2 separate regions of the Mus musculus genome follow, and region 1 is linked to region 2. A link is a contact called in public HiChIP or PLAC-seq data. All regions are on one chromosome and are shown on one strand. Each heading gives the region's core, a stretch centred on a gene start, on an enhancer-like site or on the middle of the called end of the contact. The rest is flanking DNA. Distances are from core to core; before and after follow the strand shown. Region 1 has its middle 8.1 kb from the start of Igll1. Region 2 holds the start of Dnm1l (dynamin 1-like).

Evidence for each region. HiChIP or PLAC-seq counts read pairs in DNA pulled down with a chosen protein or histone mark.
Region 1: an H3K4me3 HiChIP or PLAC-seq map of pro-B cells shows a contact between it and region 2, with 4 times the contacts expected there. The contact joins the enhancer-like site here to the promoter of Dnm1l in region 2. A contact is called at or near these places in 11 of 39 promoter capture datasets (the 3T3-L1 cell line, 3T3-L1-derived adipocytes, the C10 cell line and 5 more), 1 of 15 datasets of contacts at CTCF or cohesin (large pre-B cells), 4 of 484 Hi-C or Micro-C datasets (cerebral cortex, cortical neurons, embryonic stem cells and 1 more), 12 of 115 datasets of contacts at active chromatin or transcription factors (the 230-238 cell line, bone marrow-derived dendritic cells, bone marrow-derived macrophages and 4 more) and 4 of 9 other capture datasets (adipose tissue, embryonic stem cells, liver and 1 more).

What each region holds. Positions count from the first base shown.
Region 1 is chr16:16,853,322-16,858,515 of GRCm38.p6, reverse strand. It overlaps the pseudogene Gm5768. Among named protein-coding and RNA genes, the nearest start is that of Igll1, 8.1 kb to the left of the region's middle. Within about 2 kb of position 2,750, at least 30 of the 459 cell types and tissues checked have an H3K27ac peak or open chromatin away from gene starts, as enhancers often do. A contact at or near this core is called in pre-B cells and pro-B cells, where this site is marked.
Region 2 is chr16:16,356,536-16,361,605 of GRCm38.p6, reverse strand. Dnm1l (dynamin 1-like) reads left to right here and starts at 2,575. Exons shown (of 21, transcript NM_001360008.1): 1 at 2,575-2,842. The coding sequence starts at 2,741.

The DNA of each region.
Region 1 (5,194 bases), core at 1,501-4,000, 500 kb before region 2:
AGTTTAGAGGAAATTGCTACACATTTGTTACAAGCAGGCGGGCTGATACTGGAAGAAGTGACAGGTTCCAACTCCTCTCCTTTTGTTACTGTGGTTATTCACATTCTGCAGCATCTCAAGGCAGACTGTCTCTCTAGGCTTTGTTGGCCAGCTCCTGCATCCACAAGTTTTGTGCTTTTTAAGATGGCTGAACTCTGAGGTCCCTCACCAACTCTTCCTTTGGCTCCTTTAGCAGGTGTTTCCTGCCGTCTGCCTTCCACAGCTTGGTTTCCCAGGTGGTGACACAACAGATCCATGCATGCTCTTGAATTCTGTCTTAGGGCTTCTATGGACGTGATAAAAACAAAACAAAACAAAACAAAAACCAAAAACCAACCAACCAAACAAAAAAAACCCCCAAAAAACCCAACTATGACCAAACACAACTTTTGAAGGACAGTTTCAGCTTACAGTTTGTAGTCTATTATCTAGGAAGTCAGAACAGCAGCTGGAGGCAGGAGCTAATGCAGAGGCCAAGGCTGCTTCTTGCTTCTCATGTCTTGCTCAGCATAATTTATATAACACCCAGGACCACCAGGAGTGGTATATCCACCTGGGCCATTCCATATCAATCATCAATCAAGAAAATGCAGTATAGACTTGCCCACAGGCCAATCTGGTGGGAGCATTTTTTTCTTAGTTGAGGTTCCCCATTCCAAATGACTCTAGCTTGTGTCAAATTGTCATTAACCTAGCAAGCACAATTGACCCTTTGTCAACTTCACTCACAAATAATTCAGCATAACCTTTGCTTTCTTGTTGTTCCTAAGGTTTCATATCAATATCAACATCACAATATACAATATTCTAATTTTAAGGGTCTCACAGTCCCTAAAAATTTCAATACTTTAAAAGTTCAGTCTCTTACAATATCCAGTCTCTCTGAAACTCCAAATATCTGTAAAATTCCAAAGCTTCTTAACTATGGGCTCCTGTAAAATACGAAATAGTTAAATATTTTCATATTCCAAGAGGGAAGGACCAGGCAGCATCACAATCAGATCAAGGCAAAATCAAAGTCAAACAGGGTAAAGGTTCATGTTGTAAAGCTCGATGTTGTAAAGCTCGACGTCAGGCCTTTGGGACTTCTTAGTTCCCAAGGGCTGGCCAAGCATATGCATCACCCATCAGAGGCTCAGGCCAGCTCTATACCACAGAGTTGCTGCTGTTCCTGGTGGTTATCCCATGATATTGTCATCTCTAACATTCTGCAGGCTCCTGTTGCAATCGAGTTGCACTTTCACCAACAGTCTCCTGGGCCATCTGCAGGGACTCTGGTCCTGCTATATGTTGTCAAGTGTCAACTTCTCTCTAAGACCCTTTCAGTTCGAATGCTCCTACTTCAACCTAGGCTACACGTTTACCAGCAAGCTCTTCATGGTGCCAAGACTCGGCAGCTCTCCATGACTCTTTATGCCTTCACAACCAGTATTACCTGGGAAACTTACACATTACTGTCGGCCTGAGTCTGCTCAGCTGCAGGGCACGGCTGCTTGGGGAGGAGGAACTTGGGGAGTTTGACTGAGATTACCCTGTGCTGCCTTCCGGGTGAGTTCACGAGCTGTAGGGAAGTGCTCCTGGGATAGGAAAGCACAGTCTGAGATGAGGGAAAGTCGGACCTGATTTAGGGGTCCTTGGGTCTGTGACATTGCCAGGGCCATGGGGTTCTTAGACTCTTGGACATCTAGGCGCCACTGGAAGTCACAGAAGAGCAGAGAACAGAGTCAGGGGCCACATGGCCTGGGGACAGCATCTAGCTGGGGCTGGGGAGGGGGTGGGGAGGAAGGAGAGCTCTGGCTTGTCTCATGGGGTGAGTGTCCTTTGCTTAACAGAGGCAGGTTTGGTGGCAGTTGTGGCTGGGAGTGCAGAGAGGCCTTCTACAGGATGTGGCTCTGTAGACAAAGACCTTCTCCAGGTTCCTCATGGTGAATCTTGATGAAAGAGACAGTCGATGATGGAAAATTGATGCATAAAACCACTTCTCAGGGTGGGCCTGAGATTAAATTCCTTTTGCAGGGAGGAATGTCTAGGAAGAGAAGCTTATGGGCTTAAGCCCTCCCGGCCTAGGTTCCTCATTAGCATGGAGAACTCTGTTTTGAGCCTATGTGACCATAGGCCACGTTTCTTTTATGTGAGAGAAGCATGGCATGTGTTCCAAGTCAGGAGTCTGGCAGGGAGCTGGGAGTCACCTAAGCCTCAGGTGTGTGCCCACGAGTCTCTTCCTCTTGACCTGCTTTACCTTAACAAACTTCCTGGCATGTGTTTTTTTTTTTTTTTTTTTTTTTTTTTTTTTTTTTTTTTTTGAGACAGGGTTTCTCTGTATAGCCCTGGCTGTCCTGGAACTTACTCTGTAGACCAGGCTGGCCTCGAACTCAGAAATCCGCCTGCCTCTGCCTCCCGAGTGCGCCACCACGCCCGGCTCCTGGCATGGTTTTAATCCCACACATTACCAGGTTTGTTTGCCAGCACGAGGTCCAGGCTTGGACCTGTTTGCACTATAGGTTTGTGTGCTGACCCCGAGGAAACACTTCCCAGAAGGTTCTGCTTCCTTAATGCTGGTTTCTTCTTAACCTTAGTTTATTTGCAGCCTTAACTGACCAGTCTTAATTTACCCAGTCAAGCAAGTTTTCACACTCTAAGACTTGGTGCCAATTTCTGTCCTAGTTATGGGTTCAATTGTGATAAAACATGACTAACATGAGCTTGAGGGAGGAGAGCTTATTTTAGCTTACAGCTTGTATTCCACCATCCAGGGAAAGTCAGTGTGGGAACTCAAGATAGGAACTAATGCAGAGGCTGTGGGGGAACATTGCTTACAGGCTTGTGCCTCTCTCTTACTCAACTTGCTTTCTTATACACCCTGGACCCATTGGTCCAGGGCAGGAGCGGGACCACCCACAATTGTCTGGGCTCTTCCATACCAATCAGCAATCAAGAAAGTGCACCACAGGCTTGCCCACAGGTGGGGGAATCTTCTTGGTTGAGGTTTACTTTTCTCAAATGACTTCAGCTTGACATAAAGTTGACATAAAACTATCCAGCACAGATTCAGTCAGAGAAAAGATGTGTATTGCATCTTCAGTGGAGTATGAGGCAGTGATTGTTAATTTGGATCTGAAATGAATCTGAAGCTTGGTATTGTGCATAGAAGACTCGGGATGTTCTAAAGGGAGTTAGGAAATATTCCACACTTCTGGAAGTCCGTCAAAACTCTGCAAGTAAACAACTCAATAGCTTAAGGAGCTCTCTGAAACCATCCAGACTCTCATGGCTTCTCCATTGGTTATTTCTGGTCTGCACAGGTGGGAGAGACGTGCTGAAGCTCCTCATGTAAGCTCCTGTATTTGGTTTTTACTTTGTGTGTGTGATATTACTTTATTCTGTAACGTTTTGAGCTTTGGGGCATATCCTATATCGCCCCCTGCTGGCACCTACTCTCCAAAAGCTCTGTAGGGCTATGAAACAATGTGCTCACCCTGGAAACATCTGCTATTGTCCTAGGAGGTCACCAGCTTCGGAGTGTCTTCACGGTTTACTCCTGCACCATAAGTGGAAGCACATGCAGCATCGGATTGGAGAGTGGAAGGAAAAGGTGGAGCTGAAAGTTAGAGAGGGGACACACACACACACACAAAGAGAGAGAGAGAGAGGGAGAGAGAGAGAGAGAGAGAGAGAGAGAGGAAGAGAGATGATGGAGGACTGAGAGAAGATGGAGGAAAAGGAAGATGAAACAGAACCATGTGGCCTGGATGAGCCACAAGTAGCTAGGGATTTCATAGATGGAAAAAAGTAATGTAAGATACATTTGCTTGATCTAGGTGTGCAGTTTGAATTTATACCAGTTATATTATGTGTTCTTTGCATGGGCATTTTGGGGTTGGAGAATTACTGTTATAAATCTGGATGGTATAGTAAAAGTCTGTGGTGTTATCATTTTATAGGGCTAAGGGAATCTGAGCTAGCAATAGCAGGCTTTCTGCAGGCTTGCCACAGTGGGTAGATGACCTGGGAAGTGTGAACAGCCTGGCAGCAAACTAGCTGTGGGAACTGGGAACCATGGGAGCAGGTGAGACTGCAGTTGCCAGTGCCTAGCCAGCCACATCGTGAACTGTTTGATTTATAACTGCACACTATAGATGGTGCCAAACATGAGGCCTGAACCCATGACTCTGAGATTAAGAGTCTCATGCTCTACCAACTAAGCTAGCTGGGCTTTTTTTTTTTTAAATCACACCTGAGTGGCTTGTTTAATTGAGGAGGGACATAGGTGAGAACAAATAAAGACAGCTGGGACCCTCAGTAGGGAAGAATACCCCTCCCTCCCCGTATGCACCCACTGACCTTAAATAAAAAATAACCAACTATAAGAGAGCAGCTGAGACAGTGATGGGGAGGCTGGGAGTGGTCAGGGAAGGACACTTGGAATTGAGGGCAGCAGTGAACCATGTGTGTGTTGGGAGGGCCCGAGGTCGTGCTGGACGAGTCTGTCTTCCTTGTAGACATGTATAAATACAAAGATAAACCTTTCTTCTCCCCTCTCTACCCAGTGCTGCTCACCACCGTCCCAGCTTGCCTTTCCTTATCAGTGCAGGGAAGAGTGGAAAAGCAAGTTATTACCAAATTCCAATCAGACCCATGTCCATCAGCTTCTGGATCTTCTGTGCTATTACAGGATTCTTTAAGTATTTGCTCAGAACCTGGGATCCTTCTGCATCTACTTCAGGATGAGCCTCATGTCTGGGTCACTCATTATCTGCTGCACATCAGGGTCAGCCATGGCCAGACTCTTCACATCCTCAGGGCTATCATGTCCGTTGTACTGTGCCATCATACAGTGTTGGTAACCACCTGCTGCTTCCTTACAGCTGGAGTCCAGGTCTAATGCCGTTTGGTACACACCTATGGCTTCTGAATAGTCCTTTATGCTTTCCCTATATAACCCTTGATGAAGGTTGCACTCTTCACAGTCCTTGAGTCCAACTGAAACTCCAGGAGCTCAGTTGCTGTACAGTTTGGCATCTCCTGGGTTCCTTTTAATGGCTTCTGTATAGTGCCTCATGGCCTTCCACCCCTTCTGGAAGCATTCACTGCCCTTGTTCTTCTCCTCCAAAGCCAAGCCAGGGTTGATATAAGTCAGTCGCTCTTGTTCCTTCAG
Region 2 (5,070 bases), core at 1,326-3,825:
AGAAAAAAGTCAATCCTAAACTGTCCAGGAAATTCCCTGGTGTCCAGGTTTTATATTTCCCAGGCTTTTGGGCAAGAAAATACATTAATGATCATACCTAGTCTTCAACCCTGTATGCTACAGAACTGAGCTGCCAGGCAAGGTGTGCCAGGTCATACAATAATTGCGCAACTATTAGAACATAAGTAATGTCTTTCTGATTGAATATTCTACAGGAGAACATTTTATGCCTTATATTCTAATCCTATTAAGAATCTATGGCTTAGAAAGTAATAGTTGTTTTACTAAATGGTCATATTGTCAAATTTCCTTCTACATACTTAAGTTAACAGCCATAAATGTTGGCTGCTTTTAATCGTGCCCAGAGAAGCTTTTTGCAGCAGGCAGCAGGCAATACAAAGACTAAAACTGGCCAGAGTGTTGGGAATAAAAACTAAGCATTGAGCTGCAAAAGGAGCATTTTATCACCCCCACCACCTTGGACACACACACACATTTACACATATGTAAACATATATGCATACATGCACATATACACTCACACACAAACTCACATCCCTCACTAAGGCTCAGAAAACACCTCTGAAGAAGAAACTCCCTTGGAGAAACCTTTTTTTTTTTTTTTTTTTTTTTTTTGTGAGCAGTTATCAATTGGAGATAGTACCTGCACCTGAGTTAGGAATGGGGGCCTGTGTCTACTTTCAGATTATCTTTGTGTGTGTGTGTGTGTGTGTGTGTGTGTGTGTGTGTGTGTGTGTGTGTGTGTAATAATATTTAGGCCTCATCCCTTCCTGTTTCTTTCCTCTTATGTCTGATTGCTCTGGGCAATCCTGGCAGTAATGTACTGGTAGACTTTCTTAAGCACTGCCTGTGGGATTATTTTTTCTCTTACAAAAAGCTACATGATAATATATAAGACTATATGTGTTCTGTTACCAGAGAAAAGATAATTTGAGTAGGAACATATACCATACCAATCTATGACATGTTGGCTTTGGTAATATGTATGTATATCAATTTTACCAAACTAGCTCTTAGCACACAGTAAAAGACAAAGGAAAATCAAGTATAAATGCATCATTTTTCCTAGGGTACTTTATTTATCTCTGGCTAGGCTGGAGCTCACTATGGAGACAATAGAGCTGACTCTTGCCTCTGCCTTCTCAGTCTGAGGTTACATATATGCTGCTGCACTTGGTTTTGGATTCTGAAATCTTTGTTTTTAAAAGACAAAAGGGAAGGTCACAACATTTGCCAAGATGTCCAAAAATCACTTCTGGATCTTCAGAGTCTTTCATTTATGTGTTTTTCAAAACTTATTAACCAGCCACCATCTGTGTTCTGAACAGTAAAGCCTGTCTCCTATGGCATATGTTGCAGGTGAATGGTAAGTAACCCCTCCAGTTATACAATCCACAACTTTGTGACTATGAGTGCTCATGGCTATCATGAATAGATAGCAACAAGTTTTGCTTGGCTTTTCACTCCTCTCAGGCTGGGGAGTTTGTGGCTCTGAGTTACTGTTTTATTTATGTTTAACAGTCTTAAAATCCAGTATATTGTGATTATTTTGGTACCCTCATTACCCTCTGATATTCCCCCTTCCTTTCTAGGACTCCTTCTTCCCACCTATTAGTCCTAGTGGGTATACTAATAGAAAAAGCTAATCCCCAACTCCAGCAAACATTCACAGTTACTGCTCCTTTAGAAAGAATGGAGCTTCATGGGCACCTCCTGTTTCTATGATAGATAGCTGGAGGGCCCAATCTTGTGCAGGTATATAGTGCTATGTATTCAGGCTACAACTACAGCTTTGTAAGTAGATGACAGCTGCTCAATCCTTGGTTTCTTATATTCTTTCTGCCTTCATTTCTGCATTGTACCTTAAGTCGTAGTTGGTGTGTGTGATACGAATGTCTAGTTCTAAGGGCTTATCATTCACTCTCAGAACTTTGACCAGATAAACTCTCTTGGTGGGTAGGCTGGAGCGGTAGAAATGTCTGGAGACATTCTTTTAAGTTTTCCTATAGTTTCCTTGATTGCTCTTCATAAAGTAGTACTTCTCATAAGGAAATGACATTGGTTAATTAATAGACTCTATCCCTATTTTGGAAGGGGGGGGGGGTTCGAGACAGGGTTTCTCTGTGTAGCCCTGGCTGTCCTGGAACTCATTCTGTAGACCAGGCTAGCCTCGAACTCAGAAATTCGCCTGCCTCTGCCTCCCAAGTGCTGGGATAAAGGCATGCGCCATCACTGCCCGGCGACTCTATCCCTTCTTATAAACACAGGATTTCACTATGTAGTACAGACCTTGTTAACCTTTTGTCTAAGTCTTCCATGGTTGTCCATAAAATTGGTGTGTCCCAACTCCTGGAGGCATACTCATACATAACACTCTAACAATCATTATTCATCTAGCTGTTAGCTAGCATTTTGACTATAGTAGACTCAGATTCACGGTCTCAGCTTCCTTACCCGCCCAGTTCAGGTCGATACCTGAAACCTTCTAGAATAGGCCTTCGCGTTCCACTCAGCCTGAACTACATCTCCCGGCAGCCTTTGCGCGCCCACCTCTGTCGTGGCGCGTGGCCTGCCGGGAGCGGGCTGGGTGCTGGCCCGGCCCAATGGGTGCGGGCTCCCGAGGAAAGGGCGGAGGAGAAGAGGAAGCAAGCGGGCTGTGGGTCGAGTCCCCATTCATTGCAGTGGCCTGCTGGGTTGGGGGTCCAGTGTTTCGGGGGTCATGGAGGCGCTGATCCCGGTCATCAATAAGCTGCAGGACGTCTTCAACACAGTGGGTGCGGACATCATCCAGCTGCCTCAGATCGTCGTAGTGGGAACGCAGGTAAGATGAGGCCGCGATTGCGAGGCCTGGCTCGGCCGCAGGCCTGCAGGTGTCGCCAGGAGGAGGCCGGCAGCTCGGCGCTCCGCTCTGCTCCCGGGCGCTCAGCGGGACTGAGTGGCCCTGCAGCCTACAGCCCGGCGCGGCTTGGCCCAAGGGCACTCGGGGGACGCGCGGGCGGGCGTGTGGGCGGCTGTCGCTTCCTTCCGGCCGCTGAGGACGCGACGGACTCAGGAGTTGCTGTGAGCAGACAGGCAGCAAGCTAGTGGTGAGTCGGTGGCCCACGGAGCTATTACAAAGTAAAAATAAGATTAAAAGAAAATCCCGGGTGTAGTTGGAGGCCTAAAGTTAGGAAGGAGCACCATGACTTTGGTGTTTGTAATTTTGTTACTGTGACCCAAATTTGGTATAAGGTTCTCAGGCCTTATGTGGGGTATTGGCGATAAGTCCAAATTTTGTATGAAAGAATGTTGAATAGATATCTAGAATAGCAGAGATATGTGAGTTTCATTTTTTAAAAAAATGCCTGCTTTGAACTGAAGAGGAGCAACAGAACTTTAGGGGAGGAGGGCGTTTTTTGTTGGTTTTGTTTGTTTTAATGTTTGTGAGTACGCCGTCGCTGTCTTCAGACACACCAAAAGAGGGCATCAGATCCCATTATGGATGGTTGTGAGCCACCATGCCACCATGTGGTTGCTGGGAATTGACTTCTGGAAGACCATTCAGTGCCTCTATCCTCCTGGGGAGAATTGTTTTGTTTTGTTTTTGTTTTTGTTTTTTTTTGGGGGGGGGGCGTCGAGACAGGGTTTCTCTGTATAGCCCTGGCTGTCCTGGAACTCACTTTGGCCAGGCTGGCCTCGAACTCAGAAATCCGCCTGCCTCAACCTCCCGAGTGCAGGGATTAAAGGCGTGTGCCACTACACCTGGCGAGAATTGTTTTTGAGATGAGCCCTACTCTGTACTTCAAGCTGGCTAAGAATTTACCTTGTTACCTGAATTGGCTGAAACTCATAGCACTCCCCCTGCTTCAGCTCCCTTGACTGAAAAACTACCATGCCCAGAATTTTTTTTTTTTTTAATTTTTATGATGTGAGTGTTTTCCCTGGTGCTGGTTAGAAGAAAGTATATGATCCCCGAAACTGGAGTTACAAATGATTGTGAGATGCCATGTGGGTGCTGGAAACCAGGTCCTCTAAAAGAGCAGCCTTTGCTCTTAACCTCCAAGCCATCTCCCCAGCCCCTTTATAAACATACTTTTAGGTGCTCCCATTTGTTAATATTCTTTTCTTCTGAGGTGATGGGTGATTTCTCTGTTTTCCATGGGTTGTATGGCTACATCTTAACTACAGAAAGTGTATAAATATTATAAGAAGAAATAAATTAGAGGATATCCATATACTTCAAACCATCCTGTAGTTTATTATTATTATTGGCCTTTAAATATTTAAAGCAGTAGGAATTATTTTGGGGCCATTTGCTGGGTTGGCATAGATAGTTTTCGGACAGTCATGTCTGCATAATCCAGCATTAACACTTGATGTTGGCTGTGCCCGAAGACCAAATTATCAAGTGTACTATTTGGTTTTTTGTTTGTTTTGGTATTTTGTTCCTGCGATCTTATAGAAGATTTTCAGTGATGCATATTATTCATTGTAACGAGATATTTAGTTTTTAAGTTAATTTTTACTTTATGAATATTTGCCTGTGTTTATGTATATGTATATGTATCAAATGCCTGTTAATTCCTTTGGAAGCCAGAAGAAGGCAACTGATCTTCTGGAACTTGCCATACAAATGGTTGTGAACTGCCATGAACATGCTGGGAACTGAACTTAGGTCCTTTGCAAGAGCAACAAGTTCTCTTAACTGCTGAAGTATCTCTTCATTGGGACTTTTATAATAAGAACTATTTTTTGTAAATAAAATGAGAAAAGATGACTTAGTTAATTTTCTTTCATAACAATCAAGAATTGTGATCTAGCTTTAGAGCAGAAACCTTATACTCTTAAGAGATTTCCAAGTACATTTTAACCAGTAAAAGAATCAGGGATATAGTGAATCAGATTAAAGAGATTAAAATCAAGATGGGCTTTCTTACACACAACAGTGTTAGCCAGTAGAGGAGTAATGGAGGGAAGAAGGAAGGCCTTTGAAACTCAGCTTTGATGATCTTACTATCTAAAATTTAATTTAATTCACTTAAATCAACATTTCTTAGCCATTTTGACTTA